Regions from separate parts of the Mus musculus genome. Here regions 2 and 3 are each linked to region 1. The links are chromatin contacts, called in public HiChIP or PLAC-seq and promoter capture Hi-C maps. All regions are on one chromosome and are shown on one strand. Each heading gives the region's core, a stretch centred on a gene start, on an enhancer-like site or on the middle of the called end of the contact. The rest is flanking DNA. Distances are from core to core; before and after follow the strand shown.

Evidence for each region. Promoter capture Hi-C pulls out the DNA fragments that hold promoters and counts their contacts. HiChIP or PLAC-seq counts read pairs in DNA pulled down with a chosen protein or histone mark.
Region 2: an H3K4me3 HiChIP or PLAC-seq map of embryonic forebrain shows a contact between it and region 1, with 8 times the contacts expected there. The contact joins the enhancer-like site here to the promoter of Cpne4 in region 1. A contact is called at or near these places in 1 of 484 Hi-C or Micro-C datasets (cortical neurons), 3 of 115 datasets of contacts at active chromatin or transcription factors (embryonic basal ganglia, embryonic forebrain and stem cell-derived neural progenitor cells) and 4 of 9 other capture datasets (adipose tissue, embryonic stem cells, liver and 1 more).
Region 3: a promoter capture Hi-C map of hippocampal neurons shows a contact between it and region 1, with 8 times the contacts expected there. The contact joins the promoter of Nudt16 here to the promoter of Cpne4 in region 1. A contact is called at or near these places in 4 of 39 promoter capture datasets (the C10 cell line, cranial neural crest, embryonic stem cells and 1 more), 11 of 115 datasets of contacts at active chromatin or transcription factors (astrocytes, embryonic forebrain, embryonic midbrain and 7 more) and 2 of 9 other capture datasets (adipose tissue and macrophages).

What each region holds. Positions count from the first base shown.
Region 1 is chr9:104,568,036-104,571,381 of GRCm38.p6, reverse strand. Cpne4 (copine IV) reads right to left here and starts at 1,727. Exons shown (of 16, transcript NM_028719.3): 1 at 1,281-1,727.
Region 2 is chr9:105,251,047-105,254,392 of GRCm38.p6, reverse strand. All of the region lies in intron 12 of Nek11 (NIMA (never in mitosis gene a)-related expressed kinase 11), which reads left to right. Among named protein-coding and RNA genes, the nearest start is that of Nudt16l2, 110 kb to the right of the region's middle. Within about 2 kb of position 1,757, at least 20 of the 459 cell types and tissues checked have an H3K27ac peak or open chromatin away from gene starts, as enhancers often do. A contact at or near this core is called in cortical neurons and embryonic forebrain, where this site is marked.
Region 3 is chr9:105,130,048-105,133,393 of GRCm38.p6, reverse strand. Nudt16 (nudix (nucleoside diphosphate linked moiety X)-type motif 16) reads left to right here and starts at 1,589. Exons shown (of 3, transcript NM_029385.2): 1 at 1,589-1,751; 2 at 1,832-2,101; 3 at 2,884-3,346. The coding sequence starts at 1,614. The coding sequence ends at 3,063.

The sequences.
Region 1 (3,346 bases), core at 478-2,977:
GGGTAGTTTTAGGGTTGTGTTTAAATAAAGTCGGAGTTTAGTCTCAGTTAAGAACACTTAAGTCACTTAAGTCGGAGCTGGAGAGATGGCTCACTAGTCAAGAACACTTAAGTGCTCTGTAACAGCTCAAAATGCTGTTCAGGAAACAGAAAAACAAGTGAGCCAAGAGAAACCAGAGCTGAGCTTGGCAAAACTCTGCAAAGCAGCAGGAAGATGAAGCTCCTGGTCTGGTCTGCAGAGTTTCAAAGACCAAGTGTGAAGCTTTTCAGTTCCAGAGGCATGGACCTTCTAGGAGCGGGTGGGTCCACAGCATGGAGACAGATATCTCTTATCAACTTTCCCAGGACTCTATCCCTGTCTCCAGCCCATCCCCACCCTAGCAAGTCCTGCTTCCACCTCATTGACTCTCCATAGGTAATCTTCCCTAAATCCTGGAAGCCCCCCCCCCCAGTAGAATCTGGAATGCATAATGAGGTTAGCCCCCACCCCCACCCCAAGCCCACTTACACTAAGAGGAAGATGGAGTTCATCTTCCTAAGACTATTCCTTGGATTCTGTCCACTCCCACCCATTGCTGTTCAGCTCAACTCAGTGTGGACCACTTTCTGACTCCCTTGGATTGAGTTCTAGCAATCCTTCGTAGTACGTGATACCGAGTTTTAGCTCTCTAGTCAGACGCGACTCCCAGTACTTCCAGTTCCTCCTTTACCACCCTGCTATTTCATTTAACAAAAAGAAAAAAATGTTGGAGACCGAGCCAAATAAAGCCGCGAGCAAGACTATGGGTTACTTGTGAGCCTCGGTGTCATGGACGCAGTTAAATATTATTAGAACCTCTTGCAGAAGCCGAATTCAAACAGCAGAGGATCAAGCCATTGGCTAACACTACTGATGCCCCACACCTTTTTTGCTGTCAAATGGGAAGCAGCAACTCCAGCCCCGACTATGGTCCCATCCCCCTTCTCATTTCTAAAACAATAATAATCCTCCCTCAAGCCCGCAGGACTTCCAGAGCCTAACCTAGCCCTCCCTCTGTCGTCCCGCCTGGGGCCTCCCTACCACTCCACCTGGGCGAGTAGAGTTATGCGGGAAAAGCAGGTATTTTGGCTGAAAGTTTTTTTGCCTTTAAGGACTGCTGCTCCTGCCGCTGTTCAGAACAACAGCAATGACAAACAAGCCAGGCTGGGCGAAAACCCAGAGCTTCTCAAAAGTTGGTCTGGCTACGCAGCAGCCCTGACGAGTTTGCAAGAACACAGGACTCAGAGTTAGCATCTACTCACCTGGGTGTGCCAGCCTCAGAGACTAGAAAGAGAATTCAGCCCGGGACAGGTCTGTCACGCCCCCAGGATGCAAAATCCGCCTTTGGAGTGGAGGTCCTGGGTGATGTAGTTGTAAAGAGGTCTTAGGAGAGTCGGGCTTCCCTCCCCCCTCTTTGGTCCACTGGGGGTAGTTTAGCAACAGCCGAGGAGGATAAAGATGCTGGGAGGAGAGTTTGGTCGCTCTGGAAACCCCGACTCCATTCTTGGGGCTGGGGGCTGGGGGCTGGGGGAGAGGGTGAACGGCGTGGAAGGAGCTGCTGGGCTCAGGAACTCGCTGAGTAAAGAGGAAGGAACTGGGGAAGGAGGGAGGGAGCAGAGGAGTGAGGGAGGAAGGAAAGGAGGAAGGGAGGGAGGGAGGGGTGAGAGCCAGGAGATGGCAGCTTCTAGCTGAGATTTCCACCTTCTGACGAAACCCTTGCGCCCAGCAGCCCAGCAAGATACTAGTTCTTAAGCCTCCTCTCGAGCGCCCCCTGGGGGGTTCCGGGGACTCAGCGACGCCCCGCCCTGGTCGCGGCCCTGGCGCTCTCCATGGTCCTGCCGCGCCCTCAGCCCTGATTCCCTGCTCAGCTTTGCAATTCCCACCAGCTCCTGAGAGGCACGTGATTAATTTCTCCTTATTCTATGATAAAGCAGTGAAACCACAAGAGCTGAGAGGAGAGAATAAGGGCTATACTTTTTTTTGCATACATTCAAGAAAACTTCTTGATTCGCTCAACTCTCACTAAAAATGGGGGTGACATTGAATACTTATTTTGGTACCTACATGTCAATAAATGCATGATTAAATGAGTGAACAGCTATTTTTCTCTTCATATCAGAATATTTTCCTGAATACAAACACGTCACCATACCTGGGGAATGTATGTTTTAAAATAAAGTTTTTGGCTGGGGTTGAACCACAGTTGTTAGAGCACTGGCCTAACATGTAGAGGGTTCTGCATTCAAACCGTAACATTGTACAAAGCCAGGCATTTGTACATTTGTACATGGCATTGCATCCCTGAAACCCCAGACTTTGGGAGGTGGAGGCAGAAGGCTCAGAAAGGCAAAGTTACCCTCAACTACAAAGGGAGTTTGAAACCGCCCTAGGTTAGAGACCCTGTCTCAAAAAGCCCAAACCAAAAACTATAGGTCTTATTTAGGGAGTAACCATTGTCACATATTATAAAACACTTTGAACACACTACAAAGCATTTACACAAGAAATAGGGGGTTTGATGTTTTGCTTTGCAGTGCTGCTAAGTGACATCTCTCTCCCTTATGGGGTAGTTTGGAAGTGATGACTTTTCTGTCACAAATTTATTCGAAGTCACATTCAGGCAAAGAAACAATGAGGAGGCACGTCAGGCTGTTTCTAGTTGTCTCCGCAGAAGTAGATAAACTGGAGAACCAAATCCACCCTGGGTATGCCCATGATCAGAATCAAATTAGACTTTATAATCCATAAAGCAAATGAATAAAAGGATCTCTCTGCACCTGGGGGTCGCACAGAGTTAGAAATGATGGGTAAGCACACCAGGCAAGGGAGGAAGGTGTCTCCCTCTCTGCTTGCTGAAGTACTACCCAACAAGGTCTCTTGTAAGGTGAAGGCTTTGGTTATAAGCTTTAGACCACTACACAGTTCCCAGTTTCAAAGGCCAGAGAAGGAGAAATGACAGGGGAAAGCAAAGGGGGCTCAGAAATGATCCTGGAAATCAAAGGAGAAGATCTTTGAGAAGAAACAGTTTCCAGAAAATCAACATTTTTCTTATTCCAGTCGCCTCACATGCTGTTCTGAGATGCCATATTAGCTACAAGGCTAGAAAAAATAACCCTGAGAGAATCTAGCTGTATCATGGAGCTTACACACAAATCCATGGTCTGCCTTGACTGAGAACACTTAGGTCATGTGATTATGCGCAAGCTAATCATTATTGGGGCTTTGGCTTGTGAGGTTACAATAAAGGACAGGTCCTGGTGTTTGGAGCAGGAAATGTGTTCACAGTACTCCTGGGAACAGACTGGGGCTTCATCTGAGTCACACAGAC
Region 2 (3,346 bases), core at 508-3,007, 680 kb before region 1:
GTATAGGGGGAATGGAGGGCCCTTAGGGATCTCAATCAAATATAGAGATGTCCCTTTGGATAAAATGGTAGAACCTGATGTCCTATATGTATATAAAAGGTACTGTACTATACTTAATTTAGCCCTCCATACTGAAAGGGTCATGAATATGCATTCTGGCTAAGAAAATCTCTTCTTTTCACAGTCTCATGTGTGATGCTGTAGGCTAAGCTAATCAGCGCAGTTAATTTTAGCCCTAGTTTAGAGGGTTTATTTTAGAAAAGGTCAGGGTGCTCACCTATAGCTCATTATAGCACCCAGAGAGGAAAGAATGGAAGAGAGATAAAACCAAGCAGCTGTTAGCAGCTCCCACCCCCAACACTGGAAATGCATCGTCTCTATTTGATGTTTAGTTCAGTGTGCAGTTGCTGATAGTTTGACAAGACACACACGATCATTGTTACGCCATGTGGCAGGTGGCTTCCAGTGGGACTTGGGTGGCCCATGGGGCACTTTTCCCTGAGGTGGAGGGTGGGACTGAACCCAAAGATCTCCATGTACGTACTCTGCAAAGGGAAGCCATCTCATAGGCATGTGGGTTCCATGAGGAAAGTTCTTCAGTGTGGCTCTGGTCCAGGGCTGCCATGGGATGGAGTCACATTTCCCTCCCTCTAAGTCTCATGTGGGGCCTGGGGTTTTCTATTCTTCTGCAGGGGTGGGAACTGGTGATGAAGGGGGATGCTGTGCTGGCTGGGTAGGAGCAGAGGGTGAGAGAGGTAAAGCAAACACATCCCAGGGATGAAACTGTGGGCCGTAGACCAGCAGGGCGAGCGGGAGAGAACAGACATTCTATAGCATGGCACTCGTGGAAAGAGCCTCAAACCCTGTCATGTGACCACTGAGCTCATGGAATGTAGCTGATGTGACTGAATTTGTCGTTTAATTTTAATAATTGTAATTTAAGTAGCCGCATTGGCTGGTGGCTACAATTCTGATAGAAAAATTCTAGAAGGAGTAGCACACTAAAGAAATGAATTTGGAACACAGGAGACAAGGGCAGAGAAAAACACAGAATTCAGGTTACAAAGTCAAGTTGTCTGCCAGGAACTAGAAAAATAAACCAGGACTAGGGATGAAGCTCAATGGTAGAGCATACCCCCTCCAGCATACATACACATGCACACTCATACGCACACGCTTGCGCACGCATACACACACACACACTCACACAAACACACACACACACACATACACCTGTCTCTGCCTGGACCAGGGGTCATCCAAACAAAGGCCCTTTTAACTGTGTCTGTAAAGGAAAGCTATCAAATTCTTTATTAGGGGGCCAGCCCCGGAAAGCAGACAGAAAGCCATACTGAGATTCCTGTGCTGAGTTCTGTTGGCAGTGAGGGCTCACTGAAGGAGTTGGTGTTTCAGCAAGATTTGCAGTCCACTGTGGAAGACCATGGAGGTGTGAGACAGGAGCTCTGCAGAGCTGGCTGTTAAAAACTATATGGACTGTGCATTTGTCCCTCAGCCTATGAGTGTGCTCATGTCACTGGAGGCCTCCACATCCTCCACTGGACTGTACATCAGTCTAAATTGTCCCTTAGCAAATGTGCAGCTGCAAGCACCAGCCCCACTAAATGTTACAGTGATTGAAAATTGCAATCCCTTCCCACGGGCCCAGAAAAGGGCTCTTTGTAATGAAATACAGAGGCAGCAGCCATTTGTTGTGTGGAATAACTGCCTCTCTGGGACTTCCACAATGGACCCACAGTGTCAGTAAAAGGCAGGTTCACCAAGAGAAGAAATGACAGCTGCCTTTATTGCAGGGGACCCTTTATTCTCCACGGCTTCTGAACTTGGTGAGTAATTCTAATGGCCGCCTTCAGGAACTGGGACACCCTGAGAATAGTCTCAGGCCCGGCTGGTGATTCACCAAACAGCCCAGATGAACCATCTCCTGGTTCACAGCAGGGGACAGATGGCTTACAAAAACTGAAAACAAACAATAAACCAACACTAGCTTGAAGTTTAGAAATTGATAAAATACCCTTTCTCAGTCAGCAAAGTTTTGGAGCCTTTTTCTTCAGGTTGTGTGGGCGAAGTTGTGTGCTATCCACGGGTGGGACGTCGAGTGCCCCATTGGCTATGGAGAGAATGAAGGATGAGGGTTTAGGAAACATATTAACTATGATGGAGTCTATCAGACAGGCTATCTCTCTCTCTGGGGAGTGTTTGTCTCTAGCTGTTCTGTCTATCAGTGCCTTTATGTACTGATAATGATTCAGCCCACATGTCAGCTAGATAACTGCCCCCGGCAGCCAGCAGAAGCACCTAGAAAATCCAAGTCTGCTAAGGAGTTGCACCACACTCTAGGGTAACTTTGGCTGAGGCCTTGAACTTGATGGGTCTGCAGGATGGGGCTATAAGGTTTAGTATGAAAATGTGCTCCCTGGCTCTCTGTCTGTCTCAGTGTTCTGTTGCTGTGAAGAGACACCATGACCGTGGCAACTCTCATAAAGGACAATATTGAACTGGGGCTGGTTCACAGTTCCAGAATTTGAGTCCATTAGTCATGGCAGAAAGCACAGAATAACGCAGGCAGGAACGGTGCTGGGGATGGAGCTGAGTCCTGCGTCCAGATCATCAGGCAGCAGGAGGAACAAGACTCTGGGCCTGGCTTGAGCATTTCAAACCTCAGCACTCCCTCTAGCAAGGCCACACCCACCCCAACAAAGCCAAGCCTCCCAATCTTTGTCAAGTAGCATCTCTCCCTTATAACCACACATTTAAGTATTTGAGCCTGTGTTGGCCATTACTATTCAAACTGCCATACTGTTGTCATCAGCACTTGGAATGGTCAACTCACAAGGACTTTTCTTTTTACTTTGTCTCACAATTTGGGAAAGTTCAGCCTGTGGCCAGTTGTTTCCGTTGTGGTTTGGGATCCACGGTGAGTCAGCACATCATATTGGGGACACTCGACAGGGCTATTTACCCTACGGTAAGAACTTGGAAGAGAAAGGAAGAGACCATGGAACCACTGTGTCCTTGGGGGAACAAGCCTTCAGTGACCTGAGATCTGTCAACAGAATCTGTAGACTAAAAATTCCTTTCTATTAAGTTATGGGTTGGGACCAAGCCTCCAACACATAGACCTCTGAGGGACATTTAATATCCAAACTACAACATCTGACAGGTAAACTTAGAGCATGCAAGAGAAAAGATAGAGTGGGGTGGGGCTCCAAAAGCACCTTCCTCCTCCCTCACCCTCCAGCGAAGCTTCTGAGAGCCTTTGAATGGGATGCTACGATGGAGTTCATAAGCCCATATCTTTTAGAGATCTTAGGATTCTTTTATTCCA
Region 3 (3,346 bases), core at 340-2,839, 560 kb before region 1:
CCAGAGACACTCAGAATTGACCTCTGGCCTCCACACACATGTGAACATGAGCCTACGTGTCTTTTGAACACACATACATTTGTACATGCACATACACTGCACACATCCAGAAAACAAAACAAAAGAACCACCGTGTCCTCTTACTACCACCAGGAATTTTTTCTTGAAATTGGCCTGGGGTGGGGCTCTGGAATTGGAAGATATGAAGGGTTTTATAAGCTTCTTTCTTCTTCTTCTTCTTCTTCTTCTTCTTCTTCTTCTTCTTCTTCTTCTTCTTCTTCTTCTTCTCTTCTTCCTCTTCCTCCTCCTCCTCCTCCTCCTTCTCCTTCTTGTTGCCAGGTGATAATGTTTGACCAGGATGATTTGCCTGTCCCTTGGATGTTATCTGAGTAATGGCATCTGTATCGCACCTAACTCACCATGATGTGACTGCCTCAGTCAATGGCATCTCTGCCCTGCGACTCAGGGGACTGAGGCAAGATGTCCACAGGCTTTTCCTGATGGTGCCCTTATTCTTAGGATGCTGGCCTCAATCTTTGACATAAGACACAGCATCGAACCTCCACCCTCGAATCCAAGAATGGCTGCATTTACCATATGTCTGGCTCTGAGGAGAATTTTACTCCCATACTACGCTGGTTCCACCTCCACTAACAGGTCCTTAACTGGGAACCTGAGAGGGTTGAGTGGCTTCTACTAAAGTCACAAGCCTGTATCTGGGTGAGTTCTGAGCTCTACAACAAACTTTCAAGTCCAGGCTGTGACCTGAAGTCAGATCTTCTTTGAGTGTCACCTCTTCCCTTCCTTAAATACATACAGGTTCTTGATATATGGACTCAACTTCAGGTGGGGCAGCCTAGCTGAGGTGAAGGATCCTGAATGCCAGGATCTCAGCATTAGGCATTGAGTGTCCCCCATCTCTTTCCTATTTTTCTTCACAATTTAAAGTTCTGAGGGTATTTTAATTTACTCCTAGTGTGGTGGTGGTGGGGTGTCCTGTCTGACTCCTCCCCACTCTTTTCTGTGCTTTATTTCCTCAGCCAGCCACCCCTCCCCAATCTTACTGTGTGACCTGTGACATTTCCATGTCATTTTCCATGTACCAGGCGCCACATCACTACCCAGAGCCCACAGCCAATGCAGTTGGTTGTTGTAACCACATCCATTGGCCACTCCCCTTCCCCAAATGTGTTAGCTCTGTCCCTGTGCCCTCTTATAATCAGTCAATCCCCACATTTCCACCACTCAAGACTTGTTACACCCACCTCTCCTTTCCCCCATCACGCTAGGCTAGGAATAAGTTCTGAAGCCAGACTACCTTCCTCCCATCCCTAGACTCTTTGTTATGAACGGACCAACCCAGAACCGTTTTCTAAAAAATACGTTGTCCTTTGCACTGGCAGAACTCCTGCGTAAATTCTAACTCAGGTTCCAAAACACCTCCGGCCTGAGCCTGACCTTACCAAGCCTTCAGCCCCACCCTAGCCTAAGGGCCAATCCAGGGTGTCTTCGGAGCTCCTGAGAGACCCATCCTGATTGGCTGATGCGGAGTCTCGCAAAGCTCCGCCCCGAGGCGCTGGCCTCTGCAAGAACCCGGAAGTGCGAGCCTCGAGATGGAGGGGCATCGGAAAGTGGAGCTCAGCGAGGCCCTGGCGCTCGGGCCGGACTGGCGCCACGCCTGCCATGCGCTGCTCTACGCGCCCGACCCCCGCAAGCTGTTCGGCCGCATCCCGATGCGCTTCGCCGTGCTGGTGAGGACGCGTCATGCACGGCCGCTCCCCCGCCCCAGGGCTCGCGAGCCCGGGCCAACCATCATACCCTCCTCCCCCAGATGCAGATGCGCTTTGACGGGCGCCTGGGCTTCCCTGGCGGCTTCGTGGACGCGCAGGACAGCTGCCTGGAGGACGGGCTGAACCGGGAACTGCGCGAGGAGCTGGGCGAAGCGATGTCTGCCTTCCGCGTTGAACGCTCTGACTACCGCAGCTCACACATCGCGGCCAGACCGCGCGTGGTGGCCCACTTCTATGCCAAGCGCCTGACTCTGGAACAGCTGCAGGCTGTGGAAGCCAGGGCACCTCAAGCCAAGGACCATGGGCTGGAGGTGGGACCAGCCTGGGATCCACTCCAGCTCCAGTCTGTCCTCCCCCAATCCCCTTACCGAGAAAAGCCACTGGGTGGAGGAGATTTTGACCCTCCGACTTTGAATTCTTTCAAGTGGCATGAACTAGTTGGGATCTTGGTCATCTCCAGGCTAGATAATACCACCTACTCGGCCACCTTTAGCGGCCCCTGCAGAGAGCTTTTTAGAACACACATCCAAAGGTCTCTCCAGCTCTATGCTAGTGCACATGATACCCTAAGCTCTTGACTTTGGGTTCATATTTCCCTTAAGCAGACAGTGAGTCTAATGCTAGGGACGCCTGTGTGTAGAGGTGACCCTGAACCTGGGAGTGAGAGCGCTATTAAAACTGATTAGTGCGCACACTTTGACAGTGTTTAGACTGAACAGTCCATTGGAATCACTTGAGTTGGGTAAGGATGTCAGAGGAATACTTGGGTATTTGCATTTTTCTTGAGCACCCAAGTGCTACCTATACAGTGGTGTGAGTTCTGAGTTTTGAAATACTGCTACAGCCAGGCATGCCTCCTGGAGGCCGTCGCCAGTAAGGGTGAGGAAAAGGATGGAGAAGGATTGGCACGGATGGAGCTTGGAACCCAGCGTGGCTCACTTGTCCACAGAGTTTGGCTCTCTAAGCTCTCCTGAGGTGTGATTATTAGGCCCGGTTCTGCTTGGCTCTTCTCTGGAGAGTTCTGTTCCAAGGTAGATAAGGTAATGTGTTGAGGTTCTTGAGGTCCCACTTGTCCGATGTCTCCTTTTCATAGGTGCTGGGCCTGGTGCGGGTACCCCTGTACGTCCTCCGTGATGGTGAGGGAGGCCTGCCTGCCTTTCTGGAGAATTCCTTCATTGGAGCTGCCCGAGAGCAGCTACTAGAAGCCCTTCAGGACTTGAAACTTCTGGATCCTGGCATTATTGCAAAACTAAAGATCCCAGATTCTAAGTAGAATCGGACCAGCATGGACCCCTGGAACCCAGAGGGCCTTGGTATGAGGGAGGGAAGGACAAGTGGTCTCTCTTTGGGGTATAAAGGATTGTAGGTGGTGCCAGATTAGCAACAGGGAAGGATATGCACTGTTTTCAACGGAACACCTTGTCTGGTGGCATTAGGGATAAAAGGCCTTTGTAGTATCCCAGAGTCCTGCCTTATACATGGACAAACAGCCTGGAAGCTCCAGGTATGTATATGTGTAGTTCGTGGTCACACACAGCCTGACACACTGTCATCTG